3 separate regions of the Sus scrofa genome follow, and all the other regions are linked to region 3. A link is a contact called in public Hi-C and promoter capture Hi-C data. All regions are on one chromosome and are shown on one strand. The core of a region is the stretch at or near the end of the contact, and the rest is flanking DNA. Distances in the headings are between cores, read along the strand shown. Region 1 holds the start of DRAM2 (DNA damage regulated autophagy modulator 2). Region 2 holds the start of DDX20 (probable ATP-dependent RNA helicase DDX20). Region 3 holds the start of ATP5F1 (ATP synthase F(0) complex subunit B1, mitochondrial).

Region 1 (3,289 bases), core at 110-2,609, 280 kb before region 3:
ATACTTGAAAAATATGCAGGAATAACCTTCACAGCACTGAGAGTGTTTAACAAAATGTTCTTTCATCTCTCACCTGTCTTCTCAGATTTCCTGGATAACCCATGAATCAGAACTACAGTCACAATTTTTAAATTTCACAAATATTTCAATGCCATCGGTAAAAAAAAGATGAATTCCTCATGCTGTCTCCTCTAAGGGTGACTGCTTAGAAACATAAGAAAGTAAATTCTGGATATTACAAACGAAGAAAGCCCTAAGCTTCTTTTGGAGCTACACAGAATCCTCAGGCCCAAAGCAAAGCATAATAGAAAACGGTTATTTTTCTAAACTCCAATTTGGTCTTCTAATAAATGCAATATTCTTGTAATGGTTAAAAATTAAATAATCTAGAAAACCATGTAATTTTAAAGAAGTTGGTCAAATATTACAGGGAGAGAGAAATGGGGAGAATCTGGTGTTGTAACGCAAATTAGAGTTGCCTGTGGGTATTAATTCCTACATTTAAATTTGAGAGAACTGGAAAAATGCGGTGTTTTGCAAAAGTATCCTATCAGAAGCACGGTTGTGCAGATACAAAGGACTAGCCATTTACCTTTCCGTATCGCACGCCCCTCGATAGAACTGGGCGTAGTAGACTTGAGCTTCGCGTATACACAAGGTCACCACAGATTTCAATTTCGAACCTTCCTCCCCACCCTCCCATCAAGAAATCTGAGCCCTGGATTGACAATGGGAATACATCCTCAACAGAAGTCTTTGTGGGACTGGAGCGAAGGTTCTCGATAAACGCTTAAAACAAAACCAAGGAATCATTTACACCCACCGCTGCCTTTAACCGGAGGCGAAAAGCTCAGGGACAGAAAGCTCAGCTACGCTTTGCCTGCTGCCAGGAAAAGATGTGAGAGGCGGAGCTTGGCCGGCCTTGGGACAAGCAGGCGGGATTCGGACGGTAGTGGAAGAAGAGACCAAGAACCGAGGAAGAAAGGTGAGACGCGGACACCTGAGCGCCGCTTGCAGCCACTCCCACCACCCTCCACGGGGTCCCCCTGAGCCCACCCGCGGCTCCGGCCACCACCTAGTCCCTCTCCCTCGCGTCGCAAAACATAGTCCCTAGAGGCAGGGCGAGCCCGCACGCGACTCGCACTCCCGCCATGGGATGAGGAGCTCCGGCAGGGTCCGTGTCCCTGATCCACCCGATTCCATTCTCTGATACACACCCCTTAGTGGGGGCTAGGGCCGGTCCTCATCCCCTTTTCGGCCTACCTTGCTTGGATCACTTTGCCAATACCGGCAGCCGGGTCCAGCGCCTGCCGGCAGGACCGAAACGAGGGAGAACTCCCGGGGCGCGCTCCCGAGCAGCGAAGCCGGTCCCGGAGCGCGCTCACCACCGGGAGGTGCGCGCTCGCGCAGCCGCCTCTTCCGACCCTGTATCCCTTTACGGCTATCGCGAAAGTGTCGTGAACGTGCTGCCGCGGATCAGAGTCACCCAGTCGGCTGGAGTCGGAGGTCTTATTTCTAGGGGCGTGCTTTGGGGGGCCGGGGTAAGGCCGCGGGGCTCGGTCTTGGGAAAACGGCCAGGGTATGAAGGACTTGTTGGGGGGCACCACTCTCAAGAGGAGTGGAGAGAGGGCTGCAGGCTCTGGGGTGGGGCATTGGAATATAGCCGTGTATGCACTCGCGTTGGGCGAACGCTGCCCTACCTCGCGCGCGATAGCCTCGCGCGCGGGCTTGTGGGGGAATGCGAGGGGCGGCTGTTCCTCTAGCCCCGGATGGAGAGATTGCGGTGGCGAATTGCCAGCGCGAGAGCCAGGGGACTGCTGTGGTGGGAGTCGGGGTGGGGAGAACCTCGGCGGCCAGAGCTGGGCGGGCGGAAGGCTGCGGGTGCTGCCTGCGCGGAACCGACCTTGCCTAGCGGGTCCACACCCTCTTGCTCAGGTGCTGCCAAGTACGCAAACCGTGTTGCATCCTGTGCCGGGTTTGCCTTCCTTTTGAAATCTGGTGCTGGTGTTTTTTGGCTGGGCCATACTTCTTGGTCAGCAACTTTTCTAGAAATTTCAGCATATATTGACAAGTTCTGAGGTTGCCAGCGAGGGTTTATTTCAGCAGTGTTCTTGGAAGGAGAAAGGACGGGATGGTGTGTTATTCTTTGCCGGTGTTCCCAAGAACATGCAATGAATGGGATCTTTACATTTAGCTGTGTTCAACTTGTTTTTTCCAGTTGGGTGCTTGGTATTTTTGTGTCGTTTTTTGATGTTTTGCATCATTGGTATTAGTATATAAATTTGCCTGAAGTTTCGTAGTTCATTGATGAATCCCATGTTACTATAGTAGGCAAATGCATAGTTATCTTTAAACAGATATTAGTGTTAGGCATGTGGACAAAGAAAAAGATTCGGTTACTACTCTCGAACTAGGAGGAATGTGTTCAGTGGAGGTGTCGAATTGACTAACAACACAGGTGAGACTGTGAGAAGGGCATCTAGAGCATAGGTACTTTAGAACCATTGGCATTCAGGTCAAATTCCAGAGATTGAAGTTCTGAAAACATTTTGCTGCGTATTTGTTTTGTGCTGAGCAAAAAATAGTCAGAAGGCCCTTGTACAACTTGTCTTTACAATGCTTTCATTTAAGAAATGATAGCAAAAAAAAAAAAAGAAGAAGAAGAAGAAGAAGAAAGAAGAAATAAGTTAGATAAACCTGTCTCTTGTATCAGCCTATTCTGACAGAGGTGTCTTTATTTGCTGCCCAGTTAATAGGTTATTATTGAATATTTATACCTGTGGTTTTATAAATCCATTCTCTTCCTCTCCTACACTCAATCTCTCTTAAAATTTACGTTATAAACGCTATTAAATGTTTGATATTTAACTTTAAACTTATTTTATAACCTCAGTTACATTTTATTGCATAGTCAATTTGCTTTCTAGGCAGCAGTAGATTTGTTCTTTAAGCTGCCTGAAAGTGCAACTACTGTTTCTTGTTGAGGTTCATACTGTGCTGACTCTTCTAAGGGAATAGGAAGATAATCCACAAAATGCTAGGCTTTGGCTTTTTTTTTTTTTCCTGGAAGACATTGTTTCCTTTTTTTTAAGGAATTAACAATTTCACTTCAACAAAACAGTAGATCTGAATTGTGTTACACAGTACCGTTTTAGCTCCCAAGTCTGCTGAAAAGGCTTTTGTTTTTGCTAACTTGTTCTATGTGTCACTTGTTAAATAATGCTGAATGTAATACTGTGATCTTATTAGGGTTTTTTTGTTTTTTTAACTTTTCAGTAATTTTCTCAGT
Region 2 (3,422 bases), core at 67-2,566, 270 kb after region 3:
AGAAGAAACCCTGCCTGGGGGGGGGGGAATTATTCAGGAGGTTGTTGCAACAGTTACCATGATGAAGGGACCTAAGAATAGAACAGATGCTATGGAGACTGGAGAAAAGAAATGGATGAAATACTTGGAGGCAAAATTACCAGCCCTCGCGTAATTGTTAGGGGAAAGGGATAGTGGAGGGTGGAATATAGAGCAAGTCCCAGGTTTGGGATTTGGGGATTAGGTAGATGAGGAAAGTGGGGTACTTACTAAGAGAAAGTGTGGAAAGCCCACTCCCAACAGCCCTCCTTCTTTCATATGAACAGCTGACATTTTCTCAATGTTCTGTAAATTTCTAAGAAAAAATGCATCCTGAAGACCCCTTTCCAATGGATTGCCATGCCAAAGTCCCTCCTACACCCTTTGGAATCTGAATTGAGTGTGTGTGTGTGTGTGTGTCTCGGAGAAGGGAAGAATGAGACCAGTGAGAGAGAATGACCAGAATTATGGTATAAGGACAAAGGAAAAAGTTAGGGTTCGGTGCAGAATAACTTTAGATTTGGAACTGTGAAAAGGTTTGGTTCCAGAAATCCTTACACTTGGAGGACTTTGTTATCGGAGCTCGTTTATTCAGTAAATATCGAGCACCATGTCGGACTGGTTTTTTCTGATGAGAGATACTGCAGAGAACAAGAGAGAATAGGTCCCTGCCCTCATACAGTGGGGGAGACAGACAATAAACACAAATGACTTCAGCTAATGCTAAGTACCATGAAGAAAAATAAAGCAGAAGGGATCAGAGAGTAGGGGGAAACGCCAGGGAGCCGCCGGGATGGGGGAGCTATCTCAGGGTGTTTAGGAAAAGTCCTCTTTGACAAGGTGACATCTGAGCAGACTTAGGTAAAGACTGTTGTCATCCATGAGATGCCGGTGGGGAAAGGACAGAAGCTACACACAGAAAACGCTAAATCTGAGCTATCAGACATCGAATGGAGGTGTTGAGAAGGAGGTGGATGTAACAGGTCTGGAGTTGAGAGAGGCCTAAGGTGGAGATATGGATTTGGAAGTTGTCAGCACAATTTAATTTACTTCGATCAGACCTCACTGTGTGCCAGGGGCTGGGGCAGAGATGAGTACAGCGGCACGTGAGGAGGCTGCAAGTTGGGGCGGGCCAGGGATGGGGATCGGGAGGAATGGACGGCGGAGCCGAGGTCCGGGGGCGGGACCGTGACGCACTGGGCGCATCACAAAAGGCAGCATTGTGAGGCTGGCGACGGGGCGGTGCACGGCTGGGAGGACCCGCCCACAGAGGGCTGGGGGGGCGGGGCGGCGCTCCCACCGTGAGCGCGCGGCGCCCTCTGCAGGCCGCAGGCGGCGGCGTCACACAGGTAGCCTCAGTCTCCCTCTCCTCCCTTTTCCCGCCTTCCTCAGGCCACAGTTTTTCCTTGTAGCTGCTGTTTCCGAGTCTTTCTAAGCCTCCGACTTCCGTCCCTTGCCCCTCCTCTTCGAGGCCCGCCTGTCTGTGTCTTCGCGGGAAGACTGCCAATAAAGTTTTTCCTCTTCTCGCTCTCAGGCGCCTCGCCTCGCCCCCAAATACCGCGAGATCCGGCGGCGCGGCTCCCATGGCGGCGGCGACGACGGAAGCCCCAGCGGCCTTAGCGACCGTGGAGCCTGCGATGCCCGCGGAACCTGCGATGCCCGCGGAGCAGGTGGCCGGGCAGTTCTCGGCCTCAGAGCCAGCCTCCCTGCCCGTGCGGAGCCTTCGGACGGCTCACGACGTCGGCGGCCCGCGGACCCGCACCGGGGACGTGCTGTTGGCAGAGCCGGCGGACTTCGAGTCGCTGCTGCTGTCCCGGCCGGTGCTGGAGGGGCTGCGGGCGGCCGGATTCGAGCGACCGTCGCCCGTGCAGCTCAAGGCCATCCCTCTAGGGCGCTGCGGACTCGGTGAGGGCGGGGGCCCTGGAGGGCGGGAGGGAGGAAGGGGGGCAGCGGCGGCTGGGCCCGCGGCGAGGGCGGGGGACGCCCCACGCTCGCGAGCCTCAGTTTCTGCCTCTGTCAAACGGAGGCTCAGTCCTGAATTTGAAGGTGATTAAGGTCCATTGCACACCGACCAGTGGGTCTAGGCTTGAGAGGATAAACGGTAGTAAGGATCTCATCCTGGATTAGAGTAGGCCATAAATGCAATGACAAGAGTCCTTAGAAGAGAAGGGAGACGGAGAAGAGAGCCATGTGAAATGGAGGCGGAGATCGGAGTTAATGCGCTCCAAACCAAAAAATGTCTGGAGGCATCAAAAGCTGGAAGACACAAGGAAGGATTGAACCAGTGAACTTTTGGAGGGAAAGTGGCCCCGCTGTTTTCATACTTCTAGCCTCCAAAACTTTGAGGACATAAATTCCTGCTTTCTAGGCCAGAAGAAAAAAAATAAAAGAAATAAATGATAGAGGTCCAGAGAGGAAGCATGTGTCTGGATATGGCCTCATACCTTTTTTTAAGAGTTAACTTAAAACGAAGGTGCTAACGTTAGGTGATTCCTGGAGACCGTTCTAGTTCTGGGATTTCATGTTGGTACCTCATCTTCCGTCTGTCCTAGCTAGTGATAATTTTTTTTTTCCTCCTCAGATTTAATTGTTCAAGCTAAGTCTGGCACTGGGAAAACCTGTGTATTTTCCACCATTGCTTTGGACTCTCTTGTCCTTGAAAACTTAAGCACCCAGGTGAGTTTAGCTCAGAGGACCCAAAGGAGGGTATGTTATGTGGATTTTACTACAGGGCAGATGAAATACCAGTAACTCATCAGAGGTAGAAGTAAATTTGGTGAATGACTGCGTTAAGACATATGGAAAGTAGGCATTGAGGCTGTTGAGTGGTGGTGGTGCGAATGGTGACCATTATACATTATGTTATTATATATTATACATTATATTGTGTTACAGAAACTTGGACATTTCTGTCATTACTCCTGTTAAATAAAATAAATCTGCCAAGTGTGTCAGTTTTGTCATTACTTGAAACTACAGATAAGGAGTCTTTGTTCTTTTATTTGCTCCTGGGTTGTAGTGAGGTTTAGCATTTGGCCTGATTCATGGTAATGAGGTGCTGATAATTGCGGGTGGTTCTTCCAGTGAATGCATCATATTGATCTCCCTTCTTCTGGGTTCTTTCTGAGTAGATCTAAGAGAGCCTTACCTAAATTAACAGGGATTGGATTTGGGGATCATTTCTCTCCAAAGATTTGTTGAGCCCCTGTTATGTATAAACAGTATGCCAGGCACTGGGGATACGAAGATGAATCAGTTAGGATCCTTATACTCTTACCGTGTGATTATGCAGTTACGACAGACTGTATTTCAAGTTCTCAGTCATGTAAATCTGATGGTGATTCTTCAGCAGTGTTTTTTAACCCAGATACCCATATTCATCTTCTGTAAAGCTTTTTTTTTTT
Region 3 (3,163 bases), core at 71-2,570:
ACAAAGGAGGCCTAGGCACAGGAGTGATGAGATCAGGGACCCACCAGAAGTCTTTGCTACCACTGACAGCTTGTGTGCCAGAGCTCAGGACACTGACTGAAGACACGATGTCATCGTGCTCATACTTGCAGAACTTGCTGACAATGAGTGTCTCATTCTCATCCAGCTCCCACAATTCAACAGCACCTGTTGTGGGTGGGTGGGGGGGGGAAATAAGCTTGGATTACACCAAGACAGCAATTCACCTCTAGGATTCTAGTTCTCAGGAGATTAAGATGAATCTCCACAATGATCTGCAGCACACAGTCTAGTATGGTTAAATCTTTCCAGTTATTTGGACACTAATAAGTATTTGTTGAACAGTTTGAATAAATGTCTCGCAGAGCCATAAAAAAGCTGGTGAATAACATAAAAATATGTTACACAGTGATTGGGCAAGTACAGAAACCCCCCAAACAGTTGTCCTGAATATGTAGTGTTCAAGCTCAACTGCCAGGGGCTCAATCTTCAACGTCCTGCTTTTATGCTTCCATGCCAACATCTGCCAACACCCATATTCTGATTTTTTTTAACATCAAAGCCTCCATTGCTGAGTTTGACATTCAAGGCAAAACAAAGCAAAGCAAAATGAAGATATTTAAGAAGAAAATGGGAAGAAACGGAAAGAGACAGCACAGATCGGCTCAGCATCATCTTTAGGATCAAGATTATCCTTGGTTTGGGGTGCCAGATAGTGGGTGATACAGAGGGGTTACAAAGAATAAACATGGTTCCAATTCACTTCTTAATTTTGTTGTCTATTTTGCTAGAAATGCTCACCAATTTAGGATCTTGGGACAGGTGTTTTCCACTTATACATGAGTTCTCTTTCCGGGCCAACACCCTCAAGCTCCCCCAAGCACTGAGTACCAGACATTAAAAACTGACCCTAGCCTGACCTACACCGCTAGCTTCCATTCCACCTGTAAGGTTGAAGAGAAAGTGACTCACCTGAATCAGAAGCCACCAGGATACCTCTGTCCCCTACCCAAGTGAGGTCAGCCACTCCAGCCTCCGTTTGGACTCCAGCGGAGCAGAAGCCTTCGTTGGGGGCGGCGCAAGGGTCCTTGAAAAGCCAGAGGGAGCCAGCCCAGCAGCGGCCACTCAGGCTGGAAGCCCCGAGCAGAAGCGCCCCATCTAAGGGAAGTACAATCTGTCAGCGTGTGAGAAGTGGAAGGGCTCGTCTCCATGGTGACCGCCCAGAACTGCCAGCGGGCCAGGTCTGGATCAGAGCCCGGAAATGCGGGGCAAGTTGGGGACTGAGCTCAGCGACGCGAGGCAGGGATCAGGATGGCATGCGGAGCGGAGGCGGGATGGAAAGTTCAGTCCCAGGAAGGGTACCCGGGGCTGGGGTGAGGGAGCGCCCAGGCCCGGAACCCAGGCTCACCTGACCGGTACCGCGCAGCCTCCAACTGACGCTCCATACACGCGGGCGCATTGGGGGGAAGGTTCCACTCCCGGGCCGCCGGGGGCACTAGGGAGGGAGGGGTCTCCTTCCGCATCTCCACGGTTCCAACTCCAACTTCGACCTAAACTGGACGCCCGCCGGAGATTCAGCTCCACCAGCCCCCACGTGGTCCACCTCTGGGCCTCCGCCCCTCTGGACCGGCTACCGCCTCTCTACATCTCGCGAGAACTGCTTCAACGATTCCATTCCACTTATCAGTGGCCACCCACCTGTAAAGGGCTCTCTGGGCGCTGTACCTCTTATCGCGAGAAAAAAATTCAAACGGAAGTTGATGTAGGAGAGCAGGACTTCTCTTCTCGCGATACTTGCGAGCCTCCATCTTGCTTCTGCCCCCGACAGGTTCTCCTGTCCGGGTCACTGGGACGCCAAGACCGTTCTGTGGACGCCAGTTGACAATGCTGTCCCGGGTGGTACTTTCTGCCGCCGCCGCAGCAGGTGAGAGTTGCAGATCTTGGTCCGGGCTCTCAGGGTGATTGCAAACCAGCGCGTCTAGGCTTACTTGAAAAGGGTGGGAGGAAAGTGGGTGAAGAAAGGCGCTGCGAGACTTGGGCCTGAATGGAGAGTAACGCCTCTCGGAAGGTGAGTGTGGGGTCTCAGAGGATACGAGAAGGGGACGCATGGCCTTAGTGATTGTGCTTCGCGGGGAACGAGGAGGGGGCAAACCAGATTTCACCTTGACCTTGCTGACCTGCGCCTTTGTGTATTTGCAGCCCCCTCCCTGAAGAACGCAGCCCTCCTCGGTCCGGGGTGAGTGAGAGGGGTGTGATACTCCCCTTCATTCTTATTTCATCATCGCATTTTACTTTCGGGTAATCTGCTTCTGGTTTTCGGCCGGTAGTAACCATTGTTTAGTTTATTTCAGAAGGCTTAAAGCCTCATTCAAACACTTGTGCTCCTGTAACTGCCTGGAACACTGTCGTATTACCTAATAACAGAGGATAAGTGATTTGTGGTAACTAAACTAGAAACTGATTTTGGTGTCTCCTAAGCCCCGCCTCTCTCCCTTGTGACCTTCAGCTGGACAGAGCTGCCGCGGCCCGAATCGAGGTTACTAGACTGCATACCCAAGAACAAGTTTTGTTAAATAAAACAATGAAGTGTGTTGTTTTCAGTGTGTCTCCCAGATTCCAACTTGTGTTGTCAGATCAGAGAAATTATTCGTTGGTTGAGTAAATACTTAGCTTGCCATGTACATAACCAGAGCTCACACACAGTCTCCCAGAGGAGGCAACTATAGTACAGTAGTTAACAGTGAGGACCCCAAAGCTAGAGAGCAGTGCACCTGGCTCCTCCACTTACAAGCTGTGCGACCTTAATTTACCCCTTTGCATTGTAGAGATATAGTTCATTATAAATTTATTAGAAGTAAGGGGCTTAATTCCTGCAAAACTAAAAACAGTGCTTGGTTCCTAGTATGTGCTTAGTAAGTCTTAGAAGCTGTTATTGATATTATGTCATAAAACATGTCAGTTTTCTTCAGAAGTTCTCTTTTCACTTCCAAACTTTGTCCTAAATCTTGCAAAATTCGATAACTAGCCTGTGGCTTGAAAAAGTGGCTTCCGCTGCTCTGTAATTTTTGTATATGCCATAAAGTGAGGCTGTAACTGGCTGCTTCCAACTTCTCAGGGAAGAAAGATTTCATATAGTCAAGTAAAC

The links. Promoter capture Hi-C pulls out the DNA fragments that hold promoters and counts their contacts. Hi-C and Micro-C count contacts between places; a contact is called where the count stands out from the background.
Region 1: a contact with region 3 is called in a Hi-C map of liver, with 4 times the contacts expected there. The contact joins the promoter of DRAM2 here to the promoter of ATP5F1 in region 3. A contact is called at or near these places in 2 of 47 Hi-C or Micro-C datasets (liver and skeletal muscle) and 1 of 2 datasets of contacts at active chromatin or transcription factors (alveolar macrophages).
Region 2: a contact with region 3 is called in a promoter capture Hi-C map of liver, with 3 times the contacts expected there. The contact joins the promoter of DDX20 here to the promoter of ATP5F1 in region 3. A contact is called at or near these places in 2 of 5 promoter capture datasets (fetal liver and liver), 4 of 47 Hi-C or Micro-C datasets (epiblast stem cells, heart right ventricle, liver and 1 more) and 1 of 2 datasets of contacts at active chromatin or transcription factors (alveolar macrophages).

Annotation. Positions count from the first base shown.
Region 1 is chr4:109,181,493-109,184,781 of Sscrofa11.1, reverse strand. It overlaps DRAM2 (DNA damage regulated autophagy modulator 2), which reads right to left and starts at 1,359. Exons shown (of 8, transcript NM_001243696.1): 1 at 1,264-1,359. CEPT1 (choline/ethanolaminephosphotransferase 1) reads left to right here. Exons shown (of 9, transcript XM_021090044.1): 1 at 1-985.
Region 2 is chr4:108,634,276-108,637,697 of Sscrofa11.1, reverse strand. DDX20 (probable ATP-dependent RNA helicase DDX20) reads left to right here and starts at 1,316. Exons shown (of 12, transcript XM_001928544.4): 1 at 1,316-1,367; 2 at 1,553-1,923; 3 at 2,600-2,694. The coding sequence starts at 1,602.
Region 3 is chr4:108,905,783-108,908,945 of Sscrofa11.1, reverse strand. ATP5F1 (ATP synthase F(0) complex subunit B1, mitochondrial) reads left to right here and starts at 1,320. Exons shown (of 7, transcript XM_003355244.5): 1 at 1,320-1,942; 2 at 2,218-2,254. The coding sequence starts at 1,903. WDR77 (methylosome protein 50) reads right to left here and starts at 1,754. Exons shown (of 10, transcript XM_003355245.4): 1 at 1,427-1,754; 2 at 991-1,176; 3 at 45-186. The coding sequence starts at 1,541.